7 separate regions of the Mus musculus genome follow, and all the other regions are linked to region 1. A link is a contact called in public Hi-C, HiChIP or PLAC-seq and promoter capture Hi-C data. All regions are on one chromosome and are shown on one strand. The core of a region is the stretch at or near the end of the contact, and the rest is flanking DNA. Distances in the headings are between cores, read along the strand shown.

Region 1 (3,492 bases), core at 505-3,004:
CCCTCTGGGGCCTTCTCACATTCTAATCTGAAGGAGCGCATAAGAGCAGGCTCCTTTCTAAGACGGTGCACATAGTGCAAGCTTGCCTACTACACCTGATGCTCCTCCTGCCTCAGCCTGCAGAGTTCTGATATTACAAGCGTGCACTAGCACATCTAGCTTCTAACACTCTGGATTCCATGCTTGCCCCTCTCTGTCAGAGGCTGTTTCTTAGGCAACAAGCAAACAGCAAATAGTCAACTTCCAGCCAGGAGCAGTAGAGCAACCATTACTCTAGCCTTACAACTAAGTCTCGAAATGGAAGAACCGTTGATGAACTGTCCCTCCTGTTTCTGCTTTGCCAGTATGATAGCAAGCACAGCTTAAACAAGTACAGAGCACATAGTGTCCATCACAGATAACGGCTCTCTAAGTGAATTACTTTCTTGTTAGACTCTGTATGATGTACCAGGCTCCATAATTTCAGAGGGGAAGAAGAACTGAAAAGAAGTCCGAGTAGATATGCTAAATAATTCAAGAGTATAGAGGGTAAGACCTAGGAGGGATACAGGCTATTCACCTGGGAACAGGTCAAAGGGAAACACAATGCTGCTATAGCCTGGCACCAGACAGACAGCCCTGAAGCCGTTACCTGAAGAACCACTGCCTCAGTTCCTCTTCTGTAAACAGACAACCGACTTTTGTCTTCTCCACCGCCCTTGATGTCTGGATTAGAATGGCAATACCTTGACGTCCGAAGCAGAAAGTGAGTTTAACCTGTTGCAATGACATGGAGTTTGAACACACTGTAATACAGCCTTCTGAGAAACAGAAGTGGGATGTAATGTTGCCATTACTGGTGATCTCCATGCTAAAAAGTCAAGGACTAGTGACTGGAAACGGGAAGACCCCAGAATCAAGGACGCTCTAGTCTAAATAGTACTAATGACAGGCAATCAAGCTGGCCAGCAATATTCTCAAGCACGAGAGCCTTACAGTAGCCAAGGTTAAAGAAAAAGAAGCTTCACCAGAAGGCCACTCTTCCATGGAGACTCGAATGGGTGGGCCACAGTCCCTCTGAACCACATTTTGAACAATGGGGGGGCTCTGCACCTCTTGGGAGCCCCCTGTTCCAAACATACTAGAAAGGAGGCTAGGAAAAAAAGTTTTCTTGCCAAATCACATATTTCAACATTGAGTCAAATTTTCCTTGTGGCTGAGCAAAAGCCAGCCCTAGTAACTTATGAAGCCTGGACGCTGGGGTGAGGCTTGCATAAAGTCCACTTTCCACTCCAGTCTCCCACTTCTTCAGGGCGACCCCATCTCTCCCCTGCCCTGCCCTGCCCTGCCCCGCACCCAAGGTGCCCTCCTGCCGAGTTTCACAACAGCTCCTCCTGGAGAAGCCACCCTCCCTCTAGCAGCTGAAGGCCAGGAATCCTGTAGCTGTGCGTTAAGTTCCCACTTCCCCGCGTGGGGGAGACTGCGCGCTGCGCGGCCCCGGGCGGGCCCGCCACTCTCACCGCCCTGGCTTTGGAGCACACTCGGGACTCAGACCCGACTCCCCTGGCTGCGCGGCCTCTCTCCTCCGGGGTCCTTGTCCTCCTGGGACAAGCCCCAGGACTGAGGACGCTGGCGTCCCCCGGCCCAGCTCACCGGATCCTCTCAACTCACCCCGCCTGGAACCAGGCTCGCCCCGGACCGGCAACACCCAGCGCTGGAGCGGCCTCGTCCGGTCTGGTTGGCCTTCCTGCTAGCCGGCAATGTGGTCCTTCCCCGGGAGGGCGGGGCGGCGCTCCCCAGCCCCTAGGCCCCTCTGTTGGTCCCCGCCCTGCCACGGGCGAGTCCGCGCTGGCCCCTCCTTCCAGGGCCTTCCTCTACTGCTGACTTCCTGATCACCGGTCAAGATCTAAACAACGGGTCTTCCCAAGTCCCCCAACTTCGAAAGGCAGTGGTAGCAGAGATGTTTGTTTGAGGCCCTTTCCCTCTCAGTTGCAGCTCCTGTGTAGATGCCAACCCCACTCACACCCTGAGCCTTGTCCAGTAAAGACTTTTCCCAAGAGTGTCCCTTGTCCAGCCCAGTGAATCTAGAGATTCACCGACTTTGAGGGGTGCAGCACTTGGTGGTGTTAGAAGCGTTTCCTCAGCAAGAAGAGCGTTCACCAACCTCAATTCTAAGAACCTGGGAACCATTCCTCTATGCGAGGGAAGTTGCAGACTATTAGTTGAAAAAAAAAAACAGCAAGAGAGGGGTGAGGGTGTGCAAGCAACAAGTATTCGGTTTCAAAAGGGAAGATAGGGAGGAAACACCTGCTGCCCAAGGTGGGTAAGAGCCAGCCTGCCGCCGTTTCAGTTCTGTCTTGTGTGTGTGTGTGTGTGTGTGTGTGTGTGTGTGTGTGTGCCCCTTTATGGGCGGGGAAACCAAAGTCAGGCCTGTACACTGAACCTAAGTCCTGAGGAAGGAAAGAATCAATCACAGGCTTTTGGAGTAACCCTAAAAATGAATGGGAGGGGGAAGGAAACCCCTGGATCTGTATTCCTTGGTATTTTTTTAAAGCAAAAGAAACATGGGAGGGGCAGGGAGACTCATCAGGACCCAACTGAACAGAGTACTTGGTAAGTACCTCAATCAGAGCCTCAAGCAGCCTGAGTGGGGGAGGAAAGATGACAACCAGGAGTTTCAGGGTCTGATTTAGATGTCAGCAGTGGCCCCGGAGCACAAACTATTTCTGAGATCTGAGCCGTGCATTATTAGCAACTCACAGTAAGCCACATCTCACTGACAGGACCATTTTGGAATCAGAGATGTCTGGGAATCCCTACTGTCCACTCACCATGGTACCACAGCCCCCACTGGCTCCCACATCCTGCTGTGCCTGGCCCTCTGCATAAGCCTTGGCTCCAACCACCCTTGGATCTTTCACCCATGAGGGGAGCAGAGGCACTGCCAGTTGATTACTAGATATACTCAACCTCAGACAGACCCTCCTACCTACAGACTTCATCACTACTGTTCCAGAGTCCCCAAGGTAACCGGGACTTTTAGGTCTGTGCTTACTGAGTGTTACTCACTAACTTGTTCGTACCAGACACCAGGAATTATGCAGAAAGTGGGAGTACCTTAAGGGCCCTTGTGGGCAGGTGAGGAAGTAAAACAAAGTTGTCAGGAGACACTAGGAAGCTGCCCTTCCGTCCAAGCCTGTTTTCTTGGCCTCTCTGTACACTCTCCCGCATCTCTGCAGAGCTCAGCAGAGAGAAGTCTGAGGCTTTGGGTGTATGGAAGCTGTTAAGTCAGAAGTCATAGCCAGATTTTAGATTTAGGCATTTCAGCTTCCAAACCTGGTACCCTGGTGAGCCCTTGAGAAGGACTGCTGAGATGGCTTTGTGCCCATGTGACAGGACACAGTGGGGCAGCGGAGAAGCTTCACAGTAGCAGCTGGAATTCTGCCCTCACGTAGAGGAAAGGGCTGACGCATGAGGGAGGGAGGAGGACTGTGTGTGGGTGTGGTGTGTGTA
Region 2 (3,492 bases), core at 492-2,991, 3.0 Mb before region 1:
CTCTAAAGGTACTTCTTAAGCATTTCTGGATCTGAGTTGTATTACTAACGCGATTTTTCACAAAAGTACAGGGTTTAGCATTTAAAATAACTACTACACCTATTTTAGGGTCAAACACTTAAGACTCAGCACATCTCCTAAAATATTCATTCAGCTTTCTGAGACACTTGTCCCCAATTCCTCAAGTAAACAAGCTTCAAGAAAGGGGGTTGGGAGAGGTAAAGCTTGTTTTACAATCATCCATTGAAATACCCAGCTCCCACTCATCCATGGTTGAAGAGACTCAAGAGTTCACTTTTCAACTAACAAACATGTCTGCAGAACAGAGAAGTCAGAGCAGCAGACCCTCCCTATGATAAGGCAACAATAAAAGTTAAAATAGGCCAGTTTTTAATAGCAAGACACTGTGTTCTTTTTATGATCTCTAGTACTACAATGAGCATTCCAGAACAAGTCTATGTAGTTGATAAAATTATTTTAAAAGACCACCCCGTATTTCCTTGAAATAATTCACAATAAATAAAGATGTGCTTAGTCATAGTCAAATTTAGGTATTAGGTTACTTGCAAGGGAGCCAGGATCTTATTAAATGACAGGGAGGCAATCGGTTAATCTGTAATTCAACGCACTCTGTAATCCTAGACTTCACTTTTGTTGTTGTGTTGGAATTAAGTGCAAAATTTTTAAGTAATAATGTATGAGGTTTCGATTTGATATGCTTTCAAAAAACCCTTCTTCAGTTCTCTAAGCTCCTAGACTTGGAAATTAATCATCCAAGTCTAGCATGAGAATTCTAGTATACCAGACTTTAAAAACAAACCTGTTTTAAGTGACTCGAAATTCTGACACTTGTTACTACACTGCAGGACGGAAGAGACTGCATTGTTCTATGCCACAATACAGTCTACTGTAACATTCTGCTGAAAAACTGAGTCTCCAAACCTGAGGACTCCGTGAAAAAGTGAACCAGAAGGCAGGTTTTAGCACTATCCCTTAAAAAACCCAAACACCTCAGGTTTTAGCGTCAAATGCCACACACCTCAGACGACAGTGTCTATTACAGTAACAAGTTCAGAGACTGCAGAACGTGACAAAACGCAAAGAAACATTGGGAGTCTGTTACCTGCATATTCGGTGGTTAAAAAGGTGAGACCAATAAGGAGCTAATTGACGCCAGATACAGGAGAAAAGGGAGGGAGCCAAGAATCAAATGGCAACGACAGCCACCACCTGGAACGGCCCAGGACCCCTACTCAAAGCCTCGCTGCCCACCCGGCCTGGAGCGCGGAGCAGCAAGCCTGTCGCTAAGGCAGGCCCGGTACGAAGCCTGGGCCTTCCAGTCGCGTTTGGGGCCGACTGACGTCGCCTGCAAAGCGGCAGGCCTGCCACAGGGCTCGACTCTCTTCCCTGAGCGAGCGCCGAAAGGATGGGAGACCCTTGAAGGCCTGACTCGGCCTCCTCGTGCCTCCCGCGGTCCGGGGGTCTGCAACGGGCCGCACGGCGCCTCAGGATACGAGGCCAGGTCGCCTCGCCGCCTCGTGCACTCCACAGCCAACGCGAGGCTCCCACCCAGCCCCTCCCTCGAGGAACGTGTCCGGCTCGCGGGTTGCTACTCACGGTGCTCCGTCTCAAGACCGCAGGCCCGAGGCTGCCGGACAGAGTTCACAACCACAACGAAGTATCGAGAACAAGGCCACTCGAGCGGCGCCGCGCGGCGTCGCCTTTTATAGCAGCGGGACGCAGGCGCCGAGGACCCCGAGCCCGTGACGTCACACAGCCGGCCGGGCTGGCCGTTGAGATCGCCTGACGGCAGTCGAAACACAGGCGGCAGACCCTGAGCGCCGCAGAGGTCTCCTGGAGAGGTGCTGAGCGGCGGCGGGTGGAGGGGTGGCTGGGCAAGAGAGGGACGTCCTCCTTACTCCGCTGGCCTAAACAGCGCCATGCTCTCCTTCAAAGCGGACTCCGGCACCGGCTGGGAAACCATCTCGACCCGAAGGGTCTTTCAGGCATGGGCTGTCTTAAACGGCTTGAAAGACCCCAGTCCTGGAAAAGCCTGGAAACAACAAACCGCAAAACCGGTTGTGGGTGTGTGTTTTCCTTAAAGGAGTCGCCTCAGCCTGACCACCGTTACTCTCCTAATAACCTAAGGAAATAGAATTGAGTTTGCTGACCAGGGGTTCAGGAGTTGAACCTTCTCTACTGATACTGAATTAAATATATATATATATATACATGTATGCCATGTTGAGACAAAGGTGTTTCTTTAACCTAGGCGGCTTAGAATTCTTAAATACTCCTGACATGGTACACCTGCTTATTTGATTTTTAAAGTTTTATTTTCTTTGCATTTTAAGACGGGACCCTGTTTGGCACAGAGTAGCTGTAAATTCAGTATGTTGACCAGGTTGGTCTAAAATTCATGATCTCCTTCCACCTGCGCTGGGGTCACAGGCATTTTCACCACATATATACTTGCCTGAAACTCTTGTTGTTTTGTTTTGAGACAGGGTCTTACTATATAAGGCTTGGAGCTCGCTATTTAAACTCAGATCTGTCTGCCTCCCAATAGCCAGCTTGGAGATTCGAGGCTAGGACCACCCTGTTGGCTAATCTTCACCTTTATTTCCTACCTTTGAACTTTGAAGAGGCTTCCAGGCCCCCAAATAGCCATTGTTGGAGTGAAGCGCCAAGCCTGGAGAGAGTCAATGTGAATGTAGCATGGAGGTTACATTCTTTGGGTAACCATGCTCTAGGCCAATCTGTGAGGCCAGTGCTGGGGATCCATCCAGCAATGAACGGGGACAGTCAGGCTCAACCTGAACAGGCTATGCTGTACAGGCGGCTCAAAGAAGGCTGTGATAAGGTCGCTAGAATGAAACAGCTTTGAAGTAAAGGGAGAGGCCTGAAAGCACCCATCTGGCCTCAGCCCAGCCAGGAAGAGGGCAATTGCCTGCCCTGCCCTGCCCTGCCCTGCTGTGTCTAGGGAGCATCACTAGCCCCACCAAGGCGCCAGGCTCACCTAACCAGTGAGCACATGATTGGTATTCCTGGCACCACGAAGACAAAAGACTTTTCCACACAGGGCCTCCTAAAGAAACCAGAGACTACAGCTTCTCTAGGACAAGACTGGGCAGAGAGACCAAGCAATGGGTTGAATTACCAGGTCTTTGTCTGCTGGTATCCAATGTCTGCCAGGTGCCAGAGTCGATGACAGAAGATGAAAGACCCACAGTTCTCAGGCTTTTTATCTGCAGCGCTGCCTGCCCTTCACAGCTCCGGCTTCGGGCCTCCTAGGGAAGGCCCACTAGAGAGCCTTTTCCTCCACGTGCCATAAACTCGGTGGGCTCCTTAAACAGTCCTGGGTCATACAGCGAGCCTAAGAAGCCAGCACACTGCATGGCACAAAGTATATGGTTTTCCCCAGAGGTCTGAGAGCCTCCAGTAACGGAATTAACAAATGCTTAGAGCAGAAAATGGAGATTTGGGTGCTGG
Region 3 (3,492 bases), core at 491-2,990, 3.0 Mb after region 1:
GTGTGAGCAGAGGGCTGCATTCCCAAACAAGCCTGTTTGTTATTGTTGATTCTTCTGAAGACAGGAGATCCTAATTTGGCTGAGTTAGTCCAATCAGGAAGACCCTTTCTGCTTTAACCTTTACAAAAAAGTAATCTCATGCAAGCCAGTCTTTAAACAAAGAAAATTTAGTAGTGTGTGAGTGTGTGTGTGCATTGTGTGTGCACTGGTCAAGAATTTTCTTAATTGCCAATGATGCAGGAGGGCCCAGACCACTGTGGGTAGAGCCATCCGTTAGGCAGGTGAGCCTGGACCTTATAAGAAAAGTAGCTCAGCAAGCCAGTGGGCAGTGTCCCTTGTGGTCCTGTTTCCAGGCTCCTGCTTAAGTGTCAGTCTTGACTTCCCTCCATGATGATCTATCACCAATAAGGTTAAATGAATTCATTTCTCTCCAAGTTGCTTTTGGGCAGAGATTTTTCATAGCAACAAAAAGCTAACTAGGCGAGCATACGTGTGTGTGCACTGCACTTGCAAGGAGAGTCATGTGCGCATGTGTGAAAGGCAGGGTAGCTTTGCAGTTGGTTTTCTCCTTTCCTTTCACCTTTATATGGGTTCTGGGAATTGAACCCAGATCTCTAGGTTTGCACAGCAAATGCTTTGAGCTGAGCCAGCTTGCTGCCCCGTCATGGTTTTTCTTGGTGCTTGTCTTTCTGCTCCCACCTTACCTGCTGTTCTGATTTCTGTTGAGAGCTCTCGGTCTGTTTCAGAGAATGGAGGCTTGGCGTGATTCATGAATTGTGACTAAGCTGATAATTGTGTAAGCTGATAATTCCTACTTTTATCTTCTAACAACTTATTTCCTGAATGCTTAATCCGGTGCAGGCTGCCTTGTTAAGTATTCTACATGCTGAAAAGTTATAAAATGCTCAGAACAAAGGACGGGCACTGGGGGCTGGTGAGATGGCTCAGTGAGTAAGAGCACCCGACTGCTCTTCCAAAGGTCCGGAGTTCAAATCCCAGAAACCACATGGTGGCTCACAACCATCCGTATCGAGATCTGACTCCCTCTTCTGGAGTGTCTGAAGATAGCTACAGTGTACTTACATATAACCAATAAATAAATCTTAAAAAAAAAAAAAGAATCTTTAAAATAAAAAAAAAAAAGGACGGGCACTATTATAAATTGTGATCCTTTTACAAATAAGGAAACTGTGGTTGCGAAGGGGTTAAATAACAGCTTACAGTCCAGTGGCTTTTCCGTGCTGAGCAACAGCTTCAGACCCAGCCCTCAGACCCACCCACTGCTATTCCTCCTTGGTAAAACTGCCTTACTTCTCATTCCTTCCAGAAGTTGTCAAAAGGAGCGTAGCAGTGAGATCCTACTTTAGCTGCAAATGAGAGTCCCTGCACTTCCAAAACCAGGTTCTCCTAACTCCTATCACGCACTGGTGCCAGGATTCACCCTGCCTTGTTGCGGTCTGTCAGTCATCTCAGCCTTGGAGCCTCTGCCTTCCCCTCTCAGAAGCAAATTACTTATCAGCTCAGAGCTGCTACTTCTCTTGGGGCAGCCAGGCCAGGGGCTTTAGGTTGGTTGTGAAGACACTGAATTAAACAAACTTCCCTGAATCCTCAAGCTGAGAGACCACAACTGCCTGAGGTGAACCAGGCCTCAAGTGAATTTGGAGTAATTCATTTCTCTCTTTTCCAAAATGACAAAACGGCCCGTGCGCATGGACTAGACACATGGAGTTTTCTCAGGTTGCATAACAGGCTGGCCTCCCGGGCCAAAAAAGACACGCTTGGTTTCACATATACCTCTGTTCAAGCTTCTAGAACATCCTCCTTTCTGATTTATGTGGGTTTGGCACTGACTTCCAGCACTTGAACTAAAAATGTCTGATTTCCACCTCCCTTAGGCAGCGGATGAGCTGCAGAGTCAAATCCATTGCAGAAGCTGTAGTTCCAAGAAGAAAAGAAAAGCCGCCTTATGTAAACAAAGCCTTTTAATTTGTTGGTTTTATTAGGCAGCCCATGTACTGACTTTCTTCAAGGAAACTATGGGATGCTACTATTTTTAAGGGGAGCACCTTAAGGGTTATTCTAGTAAATGGATGTTTTTTGGAGCCTATGAAGTCCTGAAGAAGCCCAGGTTTTAGGGGAAAGGTGAGAGAAAGGACCATGGTAAGTGACAGTGGGGGCAGGGAGGAAGGGACAGGGAATTCCAATAAAAACTGGGTGCTTACACTGAGCTGGAGGCTTTAACAGAAAGTTCCAGACAGACACACAATTGGATAGGAGAGAGAGAGAGAGAGAGAGAGAGAGAGAGAGGGAGGGAGAGAGAGAGAGAGAGCACGCCTTACTAGCATCACAGGGCACCAACAGTTCTTACACGTGCCTGATTTTGTAAAAATATATTTAAGGTTAAAAGACAAATTACATGAATCCGGAAGCAAACTTGGATCCCCGGGTTTGGCTGCAAGCGCCTTTACCCATTCAACCCTCGTCCTTACCTATGATTACGTTCTTTTTCTTCCCCATCTTGTATTATTGGGAAGTGAACCCCTGTGTCACTTTGTTCCTATTTCAGTAGATATTTCTAGAAAACACTTCTAAAACATAATTCTGATACTGCGTTTCAGCTAAAATAACAGTTTCTCCCAAGTATCCAGGGTGCAGTCCGGATTCAGTTTCCAGTTTGTTTGTTTTTCCCTAAGTGTTACAGTTTTGCTTGCGGGGTGGTGAGTTCCAAATAGTTGAACCAGGCTCCAAACAAACATTGTGTCAGGTTACTAAATCTCACAGCCCTCCACTGCTGTGCGGCTTCCACATCTTCCATCCCTGCCCCCACCTTCTCCCCACCCACCCTCTGCACCCCTCTGTCCCCTCTACCCCTCTGCCCCTTCAGTTTATTTGTTGAAGACATTGCGTCATCTTCCATATTGATTACATGCCTGTAATGTGTTATAATGTGAATTGAAATCAAAGGATTGAAGAGATTCTGGTGTTCCTTTTGGGTCCAGCATTCTTCCCACGTGATGGTGTATCCATCCATCAGACAGCATGTGAGTCACCTGGCTGTTTTCATTTAGTGATGCTGGCCCCCTTGAGGATCAGTGCATAGACCCACTTATTCATTAGGGGTTGGAAAGCAGGTGTTACAGTAGGCATTGTCTCCGAATGGAAAACAAATTGTGTCTTTTTTCTTCTGAATTGATTATCCTACCCAGAAGTCTATTTGGGTTAGGAAAGACAAGTTATCTCATTGTGTTTTCCCATTTTCTACACAACAGTTGGATCACAGGCACTATCCAAGGAATAAGAACCAGGTTTTGATTTGGTAACTCTATGGTCTCAGTGATATGAAGGCATTTACTCTTGTTCTGGTCCACTGTGGCTTAGGTGATGGATGTTCATGGTCCGATCCAGGGAGAGAGGAAGCTTGAGTCAGGGTCTCCTCTGGATCTGTTGCACATACAGCTACAGCCCCAGTATCTTTTTTGTTTGTTTGTTTAT
Region 4 (3,492 bases), core at 391-2,890, 2.8 Mb after region 1:
AGGCATATGTTGGAACCTACTCTGGAAAAGAACATTTATATGCAAATGTCATATGCCTTATTTATTATTCTTTCCCATAATCAAACTACATATGGTATCTATTAATCTCATGTCGTTCACTTTCCTTTTTACTGTACAGTGGTCTCCAAACCCAAACACTTAAAACTCTCTTTACATCTTGACAAAAATCACCATTGTTGCTGGGCAGTGGTGGCGCACGCCTTTAATCCCAGCACTTGGGAGGCAGAGGCAGGTGAATTTCTGAGTTCGAGGCCAGCCTGGTCTACAGAGTGAGTTCCAGGACAGCCAAGGCTACGCAGAGAAATTCTGTCTCAAAAAAACAAACAAACAAACAACTATAACAAAACACCGTTGTTAAATTTCATATTTCAAATATTTTCCAAGGTTTCTGAAGGAAGCCACATCTTACAGTATAGTAGAGTTAGTATAGTACAGTTTTCTTAACACATTAGCAATTTTTACATCTTTTCTACATAAATTTAAAACCTAAATCCCAACATATATGGTCAAAATAACCTTTGCTTTTTCCAATTTAAGTACATTATACAATGAGAAGATTCTTGAGTGCTTTCTCACACTGATGTACACTGCCAATACCTTAAATCTGAGGGAAGCAACTCCAAATTCTTCAGATTGTCTAACTGTTAGAGCTAATTCAGGGTGTATATACCTAGAACACGAAAGTCTACTTGTAGCCACTTCAAGTCAACACCTGGCCTAAATTTCATCCCCCGAAGGCTTTTGAAGTTGGGGATCTGCGCTTCCCTTAGCCACACCCACACTAAACCCGCAGTTTCCCGAAGGTTTTTAGTAAGTGACAGATCCGCATCCTCACTCCAATCATCAGGACGGTACGACTACTCCCAATTTGACTATAGAGACAAGAAGCCAATTCCCAACGTGCAGAAGGGGGTGAATTGTACAACGGGAATCCGCATTAGTTTTTTCGGGCGCAAGTGCAAACCCCCGTAACTTGGGCATCCCGCGTTAGAGCGGGCCACCTTACAGAAACCGCCCATTACCGGTTCAAACTGAACTTTTCAAAGCCGCTGGAGGTCGTGACTCGCTAACACTAACAAGATCCAGTGTCTCGTGGGTGCTTTTTTTTTTGGGAGGGGGGGGGTCCGCAAGCTCAGACACTTGGCTCACTTTGTCCCCGTGACTGGGTCCCCGCGGAAAGTCTGGTACAGGATGAATCCGGCTCCGACCCAGGCTCTCGCTCCCCTCCCCCAGCCCCCGCGCTCCCAGGCGGCTACTGTCACTTTACCAATGGCGACAGGGCAGGCTAAGACCACGACATTATAAAAGCCCGTGGCGTGGGGACGAGAACTCGGACCTCCCAACCTCCCGTCTGGCTTGTCGTCCGGAGAGAGCGGTACTCGGTGTACCTTCGGCCGGCCGCCTGCCTCAGGCCCCGGGGAGGCTTCGCGGAGGAACCGGGAGGAAGGCTAGCCCGGGCGTCCCAGGCTGTCCCGCGCCGGACTTCGGCGCTCCACGCCGGGAGAGACGCAACCGCGGGGGCGGAGAGACAGACTTAGGCTGCGGTCGCCAACCGCCGCCGCCCGCTCACCTCAGCTCTTTCTTGCTTTTCCGGTAGTGACTTTTCCTCAGCGCAGCGGAAGCACAAGTTCCGGTTGCCTTCTCAGGAAGAAGCCTCTGACGCGGGCCTCTCATTGGCTACCAAGGCTGTCCTATAGCAGGTCCTACTCCCGCCCTAAAGATGTTGCACATGCGCACTTTCGCATCTCCTGCTTCTCTCGGGAAAGATCCGCTGTCTGGTTTCTTGGTCAGGTCAGGAGAATACTTCTTCGTACTTTTTGTTAGTAGAAGAAAGTACTCTCTAGTAATTCCATTCCTTGCAGCCCCCACTTTTATACGAGACTTTTAAAATTAAATACTTGCCTTATGTAAAAGTCAGAAAATACAGATAAGCAATATATTTAAAAATTATACTAATGTAATCATCAAAAATGTTTTTTAAAAGCAAGATTGTACTCTATGATATATTCATATATATGGAGATATTTGTGAACATGATTAAGAATAACATCCTAAACCTTCATTTTCCCCCTTCCATTCACTTTTATTTTCATTTAGGAATTCAAAGATGTCTATAACAATCCTTCCACAAATTGACAAGTGAAAAAAACTTAATATAATTTTTTAAAATGGAGGGAGTGGGTAATTTCACTGTGTAGCCCAGGCTGGCTTCAGATGTCTCTTCCCAGCCTCTGGAAAGCCAGAGGTATAGAAATGAGCCATCAGGACTAGCAAGAAATATTTCCATTTTGGCCTTTCCCTGAGGGAGAGGAGGAGGGGGAGGGAGGAGAGAGAGAAGAGTTGTTAACAGATGATATGGGAGTCGTAAGATGCAGTGTTGCAAACTAAAAGTAAGATAAACAGCTCTGCTTCACAAACAAGAATGTCTCAGTTTCTTCCTTTAAATATGTGGAGCATTGCAGGCATAAAAACAAAAGAAGAGTCTACTCACTACCAACTTCCATAGTTATATGAGCCCCATCATTTTGTCTCTAGTCTGGTATGAACCTCTAAAAGGTAAGGGCTCTTCGTTTTTTCCTATACCCACAGATTTATTATCTTACTGAAAGTGTACTAGGGGTTATTACACTGATAGAATGAATGTGTGTATGCACATGGATATATATGTATATATGACTTATCCGAGTGACTTACAAGATGCAGTTCAAGTAGTCCAGCAATGGCTGTCTCAGCCCTGAAAGGCTGAGAATCCTGTAGTTGCTCAGTCTAAGAGGCTGGATGTCTCAACAGACCCCCACCTGGCATTGGAGACCTGGAAGATTCCTGGAGAGCCACAGGTCTTCAGTCCATGTTGGAATCCCAAAGAAGTTTGGTTCTAATACTGGCAAAGGAATGGCACAGCAGTGGTACAGATGAAGTTGCCAGTGAGTGTTAGAGCAAGCAACCAAAGAGCAGTTTCCTTTCTTCATGTCCTTTTATCTGGGCAGCCACAAGAAAATGCCACTCAGTCTTTCTGCTTCTAAAGATTAGCCATCACCCAAAGATAAGTTCATGGGTGGAGAGCTTGCCTAGAATAATACATATAAGACAACCCCAGTACTACATAAGGGATAGCCATGTCATGTTAGGGACTGGTTAAAAATACAGTTTAATGAATACTTTGTTTTGTCTATTATTGACTGTACTTGCAAGATCTGAATGTTAAAGACCCAAATGTAACCTCAGTGCATGGAGGGTAAAAACAGAAGGATCTGAAATTCAGAAACTCAAGGTCATTCCGGCTACATAGTTTAAAGTCAGCTTAGGCTGTGAGAATTTGGAGGGGTAGCTTTTAAAATCAACTTCCATATCAATATTTGGATTCAGATGGTCTCTGGTTCCAATTAAGAGCTGCCCCTTTCTAACTACCAATGTCTTTTAATTGGTTTGTAATCTTTGCATTGTTTCCCCCATCAATGTTCTTTTTAAACA
Region 5 (3,492 bases), core at 569-3,068, 2.8 Mb before region 1:
TCTGTTTAAAACAAAACAAAACAAACCAACCAAACAAACAAAATCCTTCCCCATCAAACGGGAATTGGTGGGATTTAATATTAACCATTAAATAAACAACAAATGAACAAAAAAGCCTGTGTGGGTATGTGATTGTATGCACATGCCTGCAGGTGTCTCTGGAAACCAGAAGTAGGTACAGGATCCCTGGGAGCTGGAGTTACAGGCAGTTGTGAACCTGCTGATGTGGGGTGCTAGGAAATGACTCTAGTCTAGGAAGTGCTTTTAACCACAGAGCCATCTCTCTGGCTCAGCGTGAACCACTCTTATTCAGGGTTATTTTACTATACCCTCCTGCATAGTTATGCCACTAAGGAACATTTTTTTTTTCTTCAAGACAGGTTTTCTTTGTTTAACAGCCTTGGCTGTCCTAGAACTCACTCTGCAGACCAAGCTGGCCTTAATCTCAGAGATCTACCTGTCTCTGACTCTCCAGTACTGGAATTAAAGGTTTGCACCCCAATACCTGGCAAAAAAAATTTTTTTTCCTTCTTCCTACTCTCATCGTTTTCCACAATCCCTTGTACAAAGCAGACATCCTTACTAAGTATTATACTTGAATAGTTTTGAATGATTTTACAATACTAGCATAATTGTTATACACAAGCACACAATCTTATATCAATAAAAAAGTACAGATTGTAGACAATGAGGGTTTCTCTATGACAGGTCTTAGTTTATCTGTTAATGGAAACATTCTTTCATATATTTTATTTTTATCCCATAACAATTTCTCTTTTGACTTAAATAATCAAGGAAAAAGAAGATGGGTGTTTCAATGTAGGCCTGTAAATCTTAGCCCTGGAAAAAAATAAAGCATTTCAAGACAGCCTGGGCTGCATAGCAAGATAGGTCCCAATGGGAAAACAAGAAAAAATATATATAATAAAAGGCAAAAGAAGCAAACCTTTAGAAACTTTATTTCTCTCGTTGCAATTTTGTTGACAGATTTTTCTGGTTTCTCATAGAAAATCTTAATGGCCACTATTCGCCCAGTGTCCTTATGTTTGCATTTCATGACCGTTCCATAACTTCCCTCTCCCACTTTTCCAAGGGTTTCATACATCTCCATTTTCAAGCCTGGCTTCTACTTCACAGAAATAAAGAAAGAAAACGTTAAACGTTCACACTTTCAATTATACAAGCTCTATAATGCTTAGAGATAATCCCCTACTTTCGGATATAAGAACAAAAACTAGGAGTGCCGGCTACAGCAGAGCCTGCTCGAGGGAACTCTTAAATTGTCTAAGAAGCTCCAACTTTCACCAGAACGCAGGATGTCCTTCATTAATCTAGCATTTTGTGTAGACCGGGATTGAGAAATAAAAGAGGTCTGATATGCGTTTAACTCAGGCATCCTTTTAGAATACGGGATTTACAATTTGAGGTCCCCTTTCAGGAACAATGGAAGCCAAACTAAAAAGTCCCGCTAACAACACTGCGGGTCCCTTGTTAGGAGCCACGGTCCACCAAGCGTGGGGACTCCCACCTCAGCACTAGTCACCCATACGTCCTGCCCTCTCCTCAAACACGCAGTCTGTGCAGCCCCAACCCGAGTGGCCCGTCTCGCCGCGCTGTCGACCTCGTCCTGAGAACCACCGCCGCCTCAGCCCATCCTGTAGTCCCGCCGGCCCGGCTGCGTGCAAGTCCCAGCCGGCCCGGGACACCACACCTCCTCTCCTGGCCGACCTTGCCGGCTCGGGGCAGCCGGACGCCCTGGCAACGGGGTGAGGGCGGGGCACTGCCGCGTTCCGAGCACAGTACGCAAGACTGGAAATTGCTGAGGTCCTGACCCGGAAGGGAAAGTGACACGAAGCGGAAGATAGACCCAAGGGGAAGGGGGAGGGACGTAGGAGGCCCGCGTGCTTGCAGGTGGGGGTGGGGGTGGGGGGTGGGGATGAGGGAGAGCGGGGCATTTTATAGCAGAATGAACGCCTGGAGGCTTTCGCCCGGCAAGAGAGCGTTTTGTCACCTGGGTGGTTACTGGTCCCTTACTTGTGCCCGGTTCTAGGAGGTTGACGGAGATAATTGGATCTACGGAACACTTATGGGGCTACAGTTTGCCAGTGCTTCGTTACTATTCCATGCAACCGATTTCGACCTCAAAGTCGACATAATCCTTAAACCGGGGACAAGATCGTTTTTGGATAGAGGGCTTAGCTCGGTAGTAAGCCACATACTCAGCGTTCACTACTCCTCTGACTTATTTCTAACACCATTTCTGTACACATTTTCAGTTTCCCAATTACTACTGCTTTCTACCTACTAGTGATCCCTTTTTGTTTTGAGACAAGGGCTACTATATAGCTCCGGGTAGCCTGGGACTCACAATGTATACTTCCAGGCTGGCCTCAAACTCCCAAGATTATCTGCCTGCTTAGAGTGCTGTGCTGAGTGCCATCATATCCAGCCCTAGCAGTACTTTTAAAGTTTTCTCATGACGTGTGAAACGCAAAACTTTTTAGGAAAACAAAATAATTCACCGGACTCTGCCACAGGCTGAGTAAGTACAAGGACGCCTAGGGATGTACTTTTAAATAGCCCGCAGAGCTTTTAAAAGGGCTCCATTTTTACAGATCTTGATTTAACTGTAATAGCAAAAGTAGGTCATCGAGATGGCTCAGTAGGAAAAGGCTACGAAGCCCAAAGTGTAGAGTTCAATTTCTTGGACCTACGTGGTGGAAAATGAACCAACTCCTCCAAGTTGTCTTGTGACCTATACACACAAATGAATGTGCACAACGAGTGTGCTGAGTAGTGTAAAAAAGAAACTAGTTTGCTTTTTTAAAAACAAAAACAAAAAACAGTTTAGGGCTGGAGAGATGGCTCAGCGGTTAGGATTACTGACTACTACTCCAGAGGTCCTGAATTCAGTTCCCAGCAACCACATGGTTACTCACAAGCATCTGTAATGGGATCTGATGCCCTCTTCTGGTGTGTCTGAAGACAGCTACAGTGTATTTGTAAAAAAAAAAAAAAAAAAAAAAAATCTTAAAAAACAACAAACAAACAAAAAACAGCCGGGCGTGGTAGCTCACGCCTTTAATCCCAGCACTTGGGAGGCAGAGGCAGGCGAGTTCCAGGACGGCCAGGGCTACACAGAGAAACAGTTTAGACGCATTTCCATTTTTGCAATTTTGCTACTAACTGCTAGAGCCTGGCTTTGGAGCTTGAGAGTTAGGAGGGCTGGGCACTTGGCTTGGATTTTTCTTTTTCCTATAAATAAGAATGTTGTGAGACCTGCTATATGTTTACTTAAGATTTGTTATGAACTAAATATTTGCAAGGAGCAAAGCATGAATTAGTGAGCCCCTGTCATCACAAACTAACTCCTAACCCCAGCACTCAGGAGAGAGGAAGTCAGAACTATGTGAGATTGGGGCCAGCCTGGTCTACATAGCAAGTTACCCTGTTTTAATAAGTGAAATTATAGTTCTAAGACTGCGGTTGTAG
Region 6 (3,492 bases), core at 674-3,173, 2.6 Mb before region 1:
TTTGTTGCAGAGACAATCTCCCTGTCAGAGGATCTGAGCTGTTTTGAGTTTGTTCATTATTAGATTTATTTCTCCTATAAGCAAATGTGTTCACAACATTCCGTCGGGGAATCTTCTTAATTGTCACATAAATGTCATCTTATGTAAATTGAATATTTATCTTTGCATGCAAGGGGGTTTGGGGGTGGAGGGGAAAGGAAAAATAAACAAACTTCAGTCTTGGAAAGGGAAAGGGATTTGAAACTCATCCACCTGCCTTCAAAAACAAAGGTGAGTTGGGGGGGAAATCATTGGATTATCTTGGAAGGGGTAGAATACATTGGCAAGGGTGAGAAGAGATGCCTTAGGGATGCTGGAGATGAGAGATGCCTTAGGGTTGCAGGGCCAGGCTTCCCCAAACCTCAGTCCAAAGCTAGCCAACCTCCCCAGCTGGAGCATTCCCAGGAGGCAAAAGGTTGCCCCCCACGTGCCTACCCCTCCAGGAGGCCTGCCCTTTTCCTTCCTAGAGAGAAGGTGAGCTCCCCAGGCACAGCGGGTTGGGTGGGTGTGGCCCGCAGCTCAGGGAACCGACCCAAGGCTCCGCCACTGCCGGCTAGCCGCCCGACAGCCCGCCCGCCTGGCGAGCGCAGGCTCTTCTTCCAGAAACTGCGAGGATTGGAGAGCACTGTTTGTGCACCACAAGGTCAAGTCGGGAAGTGGAGTCGGAGGAGGAGGGGCGAGAACGAGAGGGTGGGGAGAGGGGCGCCCCGCTTCTCTGCCAAGTACCAGCCCTGGGAAGTTGCCCCTCGGTTTTTAACCCTTTGCGGCTATAAGATGCACGAGGCAGAAGGAAGGGGGTACCCCGGGGCAAACTCCTCCTGAGGCTAGGACATGTTGCCACCCTGCTAGCCACCCACCCATCACAGTGCGCCTCACCCCCCCTCCGGAAATGCAGGGCAGCACCAGGCGCCAGGAGGCACCCGCGAGGGGGAGGGGGCAACAAGCCCAAGAAGGGACCCCCTCCCCTTAAGGACAGCCCCTCTCTTCCGGAGGTCGCCCACAATTTCAACTTTCCCTGCCTAGGATGCTAGTTTGCATTTGGTGTGGGTGGGGGAGGAGGACCGCGCCCCCTCCCCCAGCCCCTTGCGCGCCCCTCCCCTGCACTCCTGCCAGCACTTTCTGCTCACTTCTGGCGCTGCAAAAAACGCCACGCGATTTATTCGATTTCGATTTTAAAACCAGTGATTCCGAAACCGGGCGGAGGGCGAGGGTCTTCCAGCACCAGAGTCCCTGGGGGTGGGGCGGGCGAGCTGGGTACTCCGTGCAAGCCTCGTTTCCTCCGCGAGTGTCGCCTCCAAGCTGTTATTTGCAAAGAAACGTCTTTTTGACGCAGGGAGAAATGGCAAATTTTAAGTACGTCATTAATATGGCGCCAAAAGATTTTTTTAAGTATAAGCTTGCTTTTTTTTTTTTTTAAAGGTTGTGGGGGGCTCCGCCTGGGTCTGGGGCGCGAAGGGGGCGGGGTGTGAGCAGAAAGTGTGAGTGAGCGAGTGGAGGGGCGGGGTATGTGTGTGAGTGTGTGAAGTGTGAGCCGACCTGATGGGACTTGCACGGGCTCAGCCGGCGCTCGGGCCCGGCCCTGGGGACAGGGCGGGTTGGGGGCGCCCCGGAGTCCACGAGGAGTCCGGGCCCGCGTGCAGGCGGGCGGGTGACCGTGTAGGGCACCCCCCCGGGGGGGCCGCAACGCTACCTGGGACTGTCGCCGGAGCCAAACAACTGGGAAGGGGGGGGGGAACACGACAGGGGGGTGCCGGGAGCGGAGATCCGAGTGAATTAGAAAAAAGTGGCTACTCCCCCTCCCTCTCTTCTTGCCCGCCCCCACCCCACCCCACCCCCACCCCAACACATTTTTTCCCCCTCTAAAGAGATCACAAGGAAGTCTTGGTTTAAAAAGAAACAGAAACATACACAGGGGGTTGGTGAATGGTGCCGACCGCGGCCATCGCAGTTGGAGGCTATTTTTTTGGGGGGTGAGTAGCGTCCATGGAGTTACTTTGCGCCCACTCCTAGTGGCACCAGCTCTGAGCTGGAGGGCTGACCATCTTCCCAGCAGGGGTGCGGGGCTTGGGGGGCGCCGCGGCCCGGTCGCCTCCCTCGCCACGACCCCGGATGGATGCGCGCCCCCCGCCCTCCCGCGCCGGCCCCAGGAGCTCCTGGCTTCGGGAGCATCCTTCCCGCGCCGGCCCCCGCCGCCGCGCGTAGCCGAGGGCAGCGCCCCTCGGGAGGGCACCGCGGAGCAAGGTAAGAGCCAGCCCCCAGCGGATGGGCCCTGCGCATCTCCACGGCATTATTTTGTGGGCTTTTTTTTTTTTTCAACAGATCTGCCAGTGCTCCTCGCTCCCTCTCTCTTGCTCGCTCGCTCCCTCTCTCGCTGGCTGCCTGTTCTAGGAAGCCAGCGCGGGGGGTGGGGGGGGGGGACGCACAGCACTGGGGAGAGAGATTGCGCATGTTGGTCAGCCGTGTTTTAAAGAGTACAGTGCGGGGAGGCTGAGAGGGGCGCATGCAACAACTTTTGGAAGGGTGAGCCTGGCGACCTTCTTTATTAATGACTGCGGCAAAGCGCCCCTGGGCCGGCGAGGGGGCGCGGGCGGGTGGGGGCGCTGGGGCTGCAACTTGCCTCGCGGGCTCCGGCCGGCCCGAGGGGCTGCGGCGCTACCGGGGTGCGGGGTGGGGAGGCTGAGTGGCGGGCACCGGGGCACGGGAAACCTGGAGCTATCTGCCCTTCTGTCTCCCGAGTTTCATTTTGTTGATACGCAGCACGTCCGGGTGCCGAACCGGGCTGAGCCGATGCACATGACCCCGCACTGGGCTCACGTGCAGCCGGTCCAGTCCTAGACACCTTCCGGGGGCCACCGCCTCCGCCCTGCGCCCCCTTTCCAGGCTGGGTGCACGAGGGAGCTGCACGCGGGGGCAGCATGCTCGGTTCTTGGGTTCAGAGGCATTGCACAAATTAGTTTTTTTTTTTTTTCTTCTTAAGGGGCGGGGGACAACGTTCCCAGGTGAGTGCTGGGTGCGCAGTCCAGGCAGCCAGGGTGCATACTGGGGTAGTGGACAGCAGCTCTCCGGTGCTGCGCGGGAGTCCGGTGGGGGAGAGGCACCGCGAGAGTGGAAATGTACCGGCGACGGCCGGAGCGGCGGGTGCGCGCTCGCGGGGCGACGGCAGGGGGCGTGGCCCTTGTTTACCTTCTCCCAACTCTGCTGGTTCGCGTCCCGCTTCAGGGACGACTCTGCAGCTCCCCCCTCTTCCCTCCGCCCTTACTAAAACTCTGGGTGGTACCTAAGAGCAGCAGACAAGTGGAGGGCCCTGCCTGGGACACACGCACCTGACCCCAAAATGAGTGACATTGCAGCCCCCGCCCCCACCAAACATTGCTGCAGTCCTTCTGCCGGATCCCCGGCCCCGCCCCGCCCCCGGCAGTGGCATCTTCCCGGCTCACCTCCTTCCTCCCTCTC
Region 7 (3,492 bases), core at 578-3,077, 2.6 Mb after region 1:
CTGACAAAGTTCACAGTGACTGGGGGGTACCCCAATCAATATTAGAGGACTTACAAGAGGCTAAAACTTGCCTAATATCCAGAACTTTTAACCAAGGCACTTCCCCTTATTCTGATGTCTGCTATTCTGCCTTATCTGGATAACAACAAGAGCTGTAGGACCAACCACATCTCATTCTAACAGGATGAGTAGTGTATAGTGTGACTCATTTACTAAGACCAGTATAACAGGGCACCAAACCTTAGCAAGCCCTGAGACTCGACTCCACATGGAAGTGCCATTCAGTCTGTAAAATTCAGCAGCATATGGAAAACACCTCCTGCCAAAACTAAAACAAACGCCTAATCTATCAATGTCAATACGGTTCTGGGAACGTCTCAAACTGTACGAACATTGCTTTTTAGTTTCTATAGTTCTGCTCCTGGCTAACTGGTCTTGTTAACTGAACTATGTCAACTCAGAACATGGTTTTTGTGCAGCTGGCTAAGAAAGACTTTCTATTGGCTTAAACCCATGTCCAAGCTGTCTTCACCATCTATCACAACCCTTTGTAAAAGTAACTTTTATTCACCAGATATAATTGTTGTCTCAGAAGCTAACTGCTGAATAAACCCATTCCTTCTAGCTCGTTTTGCTATGGCCAGCTGGTTCTGGCCCAAATCCTCTCCAAGTTGACTGTTTCAAAGTAGCTTCTCTCAGCTTTTGACTGAATTGCTCTGCTTGGCCTCAAACTAACTCTGGCAATCTGTTCTAATCTGGTTTCTTCTCATTTTCTGGCTCATTCTGTCTTTACCTGTAGCCTGTCTCTAAAAATTATCCTGGTAAAGCTCTAAAACTCTCATATTCTCTCTCTCTCTCTGTCTCTGTCTGTCTGTCTGTCTGTCTGTCTGTCTGTCTCTCTCTCTCTCTCTCTCTCCTCCCTTCCTTCCTTCTCTTTTAAGTAGCTTCTCTTTCCTGTGTTCTCCTGAGAGTTGGGCATATCCTCTCTTTGACTCATTCTCATTCATCACTTTGCCTCTCTATTAGATATCACTTTCAAATATGACTTCTTCCTTCTACAACTTTACCTTCATTGTTTGGGACTAAAGGTGTGTACCAAGGGTGTGTCTGTAATCCAGCCAGAGGAATTAAAGGTGTGTCATTCCAGCCCGATCACACAGACATGTGATCCCTTGCCACAACAGTTATGTTTCTGGATTAAAATTCCTCTGCGGGGCTGGAGAGATGGCTCAGTGGTTAAGAGCACTGACTGCTCTTCTGAAGGTCCTGAGTTCAAATCCCAGCAACCACATGGTGGCTCACAACCATCCGTAATGAGATCTGATGCTTCTTCTGTGGTGTCTGAAGTCAGCTACAGTGTATTTACATATATGTAATAAATAAGTAAATCTTAAAAAAAATTCCTCTGCAACTACCCAACTCTGGAAGCCTGTATAGTTACTAAGCCTGAAAAGCGTATGAGGGCATGGAGAAGCTCAGCTTAGAAAGCTGGCAGCCTCCCCTTAGCGTTCTGCAAGCAGGGACTTTAGTCTAGCTTTATTTGCTTAAACTGTTAATTGACTGACAGACCAACGTGTATAATTAGTCAGCTTTCACTTCTGCCTGTGCACCAGGTCCCTCGCTGGGTTCTATCTATATTCTATTCCTCTTTCTGACTTTCAGTTTATTCATATACAACTAAGAAAGCTGGTGCATGGTGCAAAGTCCCTTTCTGCTGAAAACTTTTCAAAGTCAGCATGATCTCCAGACCTGGAGTTTGAACTCAAGTGAAGACCTTTGCTTCGCCCAGCAGAAAGTTAGCTTTGTTGTTGTGGGGACAAAGTTTCACTATGTAAACGGAGTTGGTCTTGAACTCAGAAGATCCACTTGCCTCTGCTTTCCTGAGTGCTAGTCTTTTAAGTATTTTTTTATAATCTCTTTAAGTTGAACATATACAATCAGGCAAAAGGATGGTAGAACTAGAGAGACTCAGTTTTCAAACAAAATATTGAAGGTGTGGCCAGGAGATAAGGATGGAATTCTGGGACAGATTCCTCTTTATCTATCAGCAGCTCCATCAGCAGCAGAGGATTAGAAGGAGACACTAACCAGAAGCTACGGCTCTCTCCTAACTGGTAAGTTCCCTCTTCTGTAGGCTCGTGTTAGAGAGAAGCAATGAGGACAGTACTTCCTGGAGGTTCTGTGCCATGTGGCTTTGCATTTGAGACAATGTGGGATTCTATGGCGGCATTGGAACAACGATGAGTCTCTAGACATTAGGACAACTTAATATCCAATAGAGTTCTTCGGATTCTTGGAAGGTTGATCCTCGTTTAAATGGAATAATGGACTTTTTAATATATGAGCTATTAAAGCCTTCTTAAATGGAGTTAACATGAGATATAAGAAGGAAACTGTAGAAGAGAATAGTCTGGTAATTTTAGACTAAGCCCTAGATAATTAGGCATGGACCTATAGACCCAGATCTATAGCATCAAATTGGCTGCTGGAATTTGAGATATCGTGTTTGTGAACTTGGCAAGGCCAGAAAGAGAAGAAGATTTGCTTTAGTTGGAGTGTTGAGAAGGGGAGCACATGGCCAGGCTAGGCAAGTGGGCACCGTTTAGAGCTTGGTGTTCATGTGGATTTAAGAAAAAAAAAAAAAAGATTTGTTTTTATCTAATGTGAGTAGGTATTTGTCCACATGTATGTCAGTGTGGGGTTGCCAGTTCCTCCCCAGAACTGGAATTGCAAACAGTTGTGAGCTGCCATGTGGGCACTGGGAGTTGAACCTGGGTCTTCTGGAAGAGCAGCCAGTACTCTTAACCATTGTTCTATCTATTCAACTCCTGGATTTCATTTTTCTTTAAGTGTTGTGAAAGATACTTAGAGAAAAGCTTGAGATTTTTAAAATGTATGCGTTTATGTTGAGAATTGGTGTACTCTTTCTCCAGAATGCATATTCTGTGTTTGGGGAATTTCATGCTCTTTGGTTGTCTGACCTGGTATTTTCCCTCACTTCCAGATGCAATAGAGTGATTGTGTTTTCACACTCCAAAGCCCCAATGCTTCTCTCCCCCACCTACACTGTAAGATTTTAAAATGAGCCACGAGTCAGACAGTGTAGGAAACACATCATAGTGAACACTCATCAGGTTTTTACAATGCAGTTGTGAAACCTCACTGGCCTAGATCTCCAGTCTTCCCCTGAGTTCTGGGTTCCAAGCATAAAGCTCCGTGACTGCTTCTTACTGTCACTGTCTGTGAGACAGGGCCTCTTGTGTCAGGATTTCCTCAGAATAGAAGCTTTGCTGAGGATGGGCTTGAACTTCTGACCCTGCCTTCCCCAGTAGCCATATGCCTCCATACCCTGTTTATCTGGTGAGAAAGATTGAACTCAGGGCTTCCTGCCAAAAACAGAAAAAGAAAGAAACCCTGATCTTAGCGTGTTGGCAATCCCAACACTTGAGACAGTAGGAAGGGGTTAAAATCCAACTGAGCTACAGTGAGTTA

The links. Promoter capture Hi-C pulls out the DNA fragments that hold promoters and counts their contacts. A called contact is a pair of places that touch in the nucleus more often than the background predicts. HiChIP or PLAC-seq counts read pairs in DNA pulled down with a chosen protein or histone mark. Capture Hi-C pulls out chosen DNA fragments and counts their contacts.
Region 2: a contact with region 1 is called in a promoter capture Hi-C map of liver, with 2.7 times the contacts expected there. The contact joins the promoter of Skp1 here to the promoter of Mgat1 in region 1. A contact is called at or near these places in 2 of 39 promoter capture datasets (liver and pre-B cells).
Region 3: a contact with region 1 is called in an H3K4me3 HiChIP or PLAC-seq map of pro-B cells, with 8 times the contacts expected there. The contact joins the enhancer-like site here to the promoter of Mgat1 in region 1. A contact is called at or near these places in 3 of 39 promoter capture datasets (hippocampal neurons, liver and pre-B cells), 1 of 484 Hi-C or Micro-C datasets (pre-B cells) and 4 of 115 datasets of contacts at active chromatin or transcription factors (acute myeloid leukemia, large pre-B cells, pro-B cells and 1 more).
Region 4: a contact with region 1 is called in a promoter capture Hi-C map of liver, with 3 times the contacts expected there. The contact joins the promoter of Med7 here to the promoter of Mgat1 in region 1. A contact is called at or near these places in 1 of 39 promoter capture datasets (hippocampal neurons), 1 of 484 Hi-C or Micro-C datasets (B cells), 4 of 115 datasets of contacts at active chromatin or transcription factors (astrocytes, embryonic forebrain, embryonic stem cells and 1 more) and 2 of 9 other capture datasets (adipose tissue and liver).
Region 5: a contact with region 1 is called in a promoter capture Hi-C map of pre-B cells, with 2.8 times the contacts expected there. The contact joins the promoter of Cdkl3 here to the promoter of Mgat1 in region 1. A contact is called at or near these places in 3 of 39 promoter capture datasets (erythroid cells, liver and pre-B cells).
Region 6: a Hi-C map of B cells shows a contact between it and region 1, with 5 read pairs. The contact joins the promoter of Jade2 here to the promoter of Mgat1 in region 1. A contact is called at or near these places in 1 of 39 promoter capture datasets (liver) and 1 of 484 Hi-C or Micro-C datasets (B cells).
Region 7: a contact with region 1 is called in a promoter capture Hi-C map of liver, with 4 times the contacts expected there. The contact joins the promoter of Timd2 here to the promoter of Mgat1 in region 1. A contact is called at or near these places in 2 of 39 promoter capture datasets (both in liver) and 1 of 484 Hi-C or Micro-C datasets (liver).

Annotation. Positions count from the first base shown.
Region 1 is chr11:49,248,814-49,252,305 of GRCm38.p6, reverse strand. It overlaps Mgat1 (mannoside acetylglucosaminyltransferase 1), which reads right to left and starts at 1,754. Exons shown (of 3, transcript NM_001110150.1): 1 at 1,651-1,754; 2 at 632-756.
Region 2 is chr11:52,230,244-52,233,735 of GRCm38.p6, reverse strand. Skp1 (S-phase kinase-associated protein 1) reads right to left here and starts at 1,741. Exons shown (of 6, transcript NM_011543.4): 1 at 1,618-1,741.
Region 3 is chr11:46,297,384-46,300,875 of GRCm38.p6, reverse strand. All of the region lies in intron 1 of Cyfip2 (cytoplasmic FMR1 interacting protein 2), which reads left to right. Among named protein-coding and RNA genes, the nearest start is that of Cyfip2, 13 kb to the left of the region's middle. Within about 2 kb of position 1,740, at least 33 of the 459 cell types and tissues checked have an H3K27ac peak or open chromatin away from gene starts, as enhancers often do. A contact at or near this core is called in liver and pro-B cells, where this site is marked.
Region 4 is chr11:46,435,109-46,438,600 of GRCm38.p6, reverse strand. It overlaps Med7 (mediator complex subunit 7), which reads right to left and starts at 1,640. Exons shown (of 3, transcript NM_025426.3): 1 at 1,410-1,640.
Region 5 is chr11:52,002,547-52,006,038 of GRCm38.p6, reverse strand. It overlaps Cdkl3 (cyclin-dependent kinase-like 3), which reads right to left and starts at 1,818. Exons shown (of 14, transcript NM_001166654.1): 1 at 1,529-1,818; 2 at 947-1,126. The coding sequence starts at 1,111. It also overlaps a transcript of Ube2b not described here.
Region 6 is chr11:51,856,099-51,859,590 of GRCm38.p6, reverse strand. It overlaps Jade2 (jade family PHD finger 2), which reads left to right and starts at 1,923. Exons shown (of 13, transcript NM_001357588.2): 1 at 1,923-2,280. The coding sequence starts at 2,153. Gm30110 (a long non-coding RNA gene) reads right to left here. Exons shown (of 2, transcript XR_388628.2): 2 at 2,994-3,492.
Region 7 is chr11:46,697,165-46,700,656 of GRCm38.p6, reverse strand. Timd2 (T cell immunoglobulin and mucin domain containing 2) reads left to right here and starts at 1,827. Exons shown (of 9, transcript NM_001161355.1): 1 at 1,827-2,114.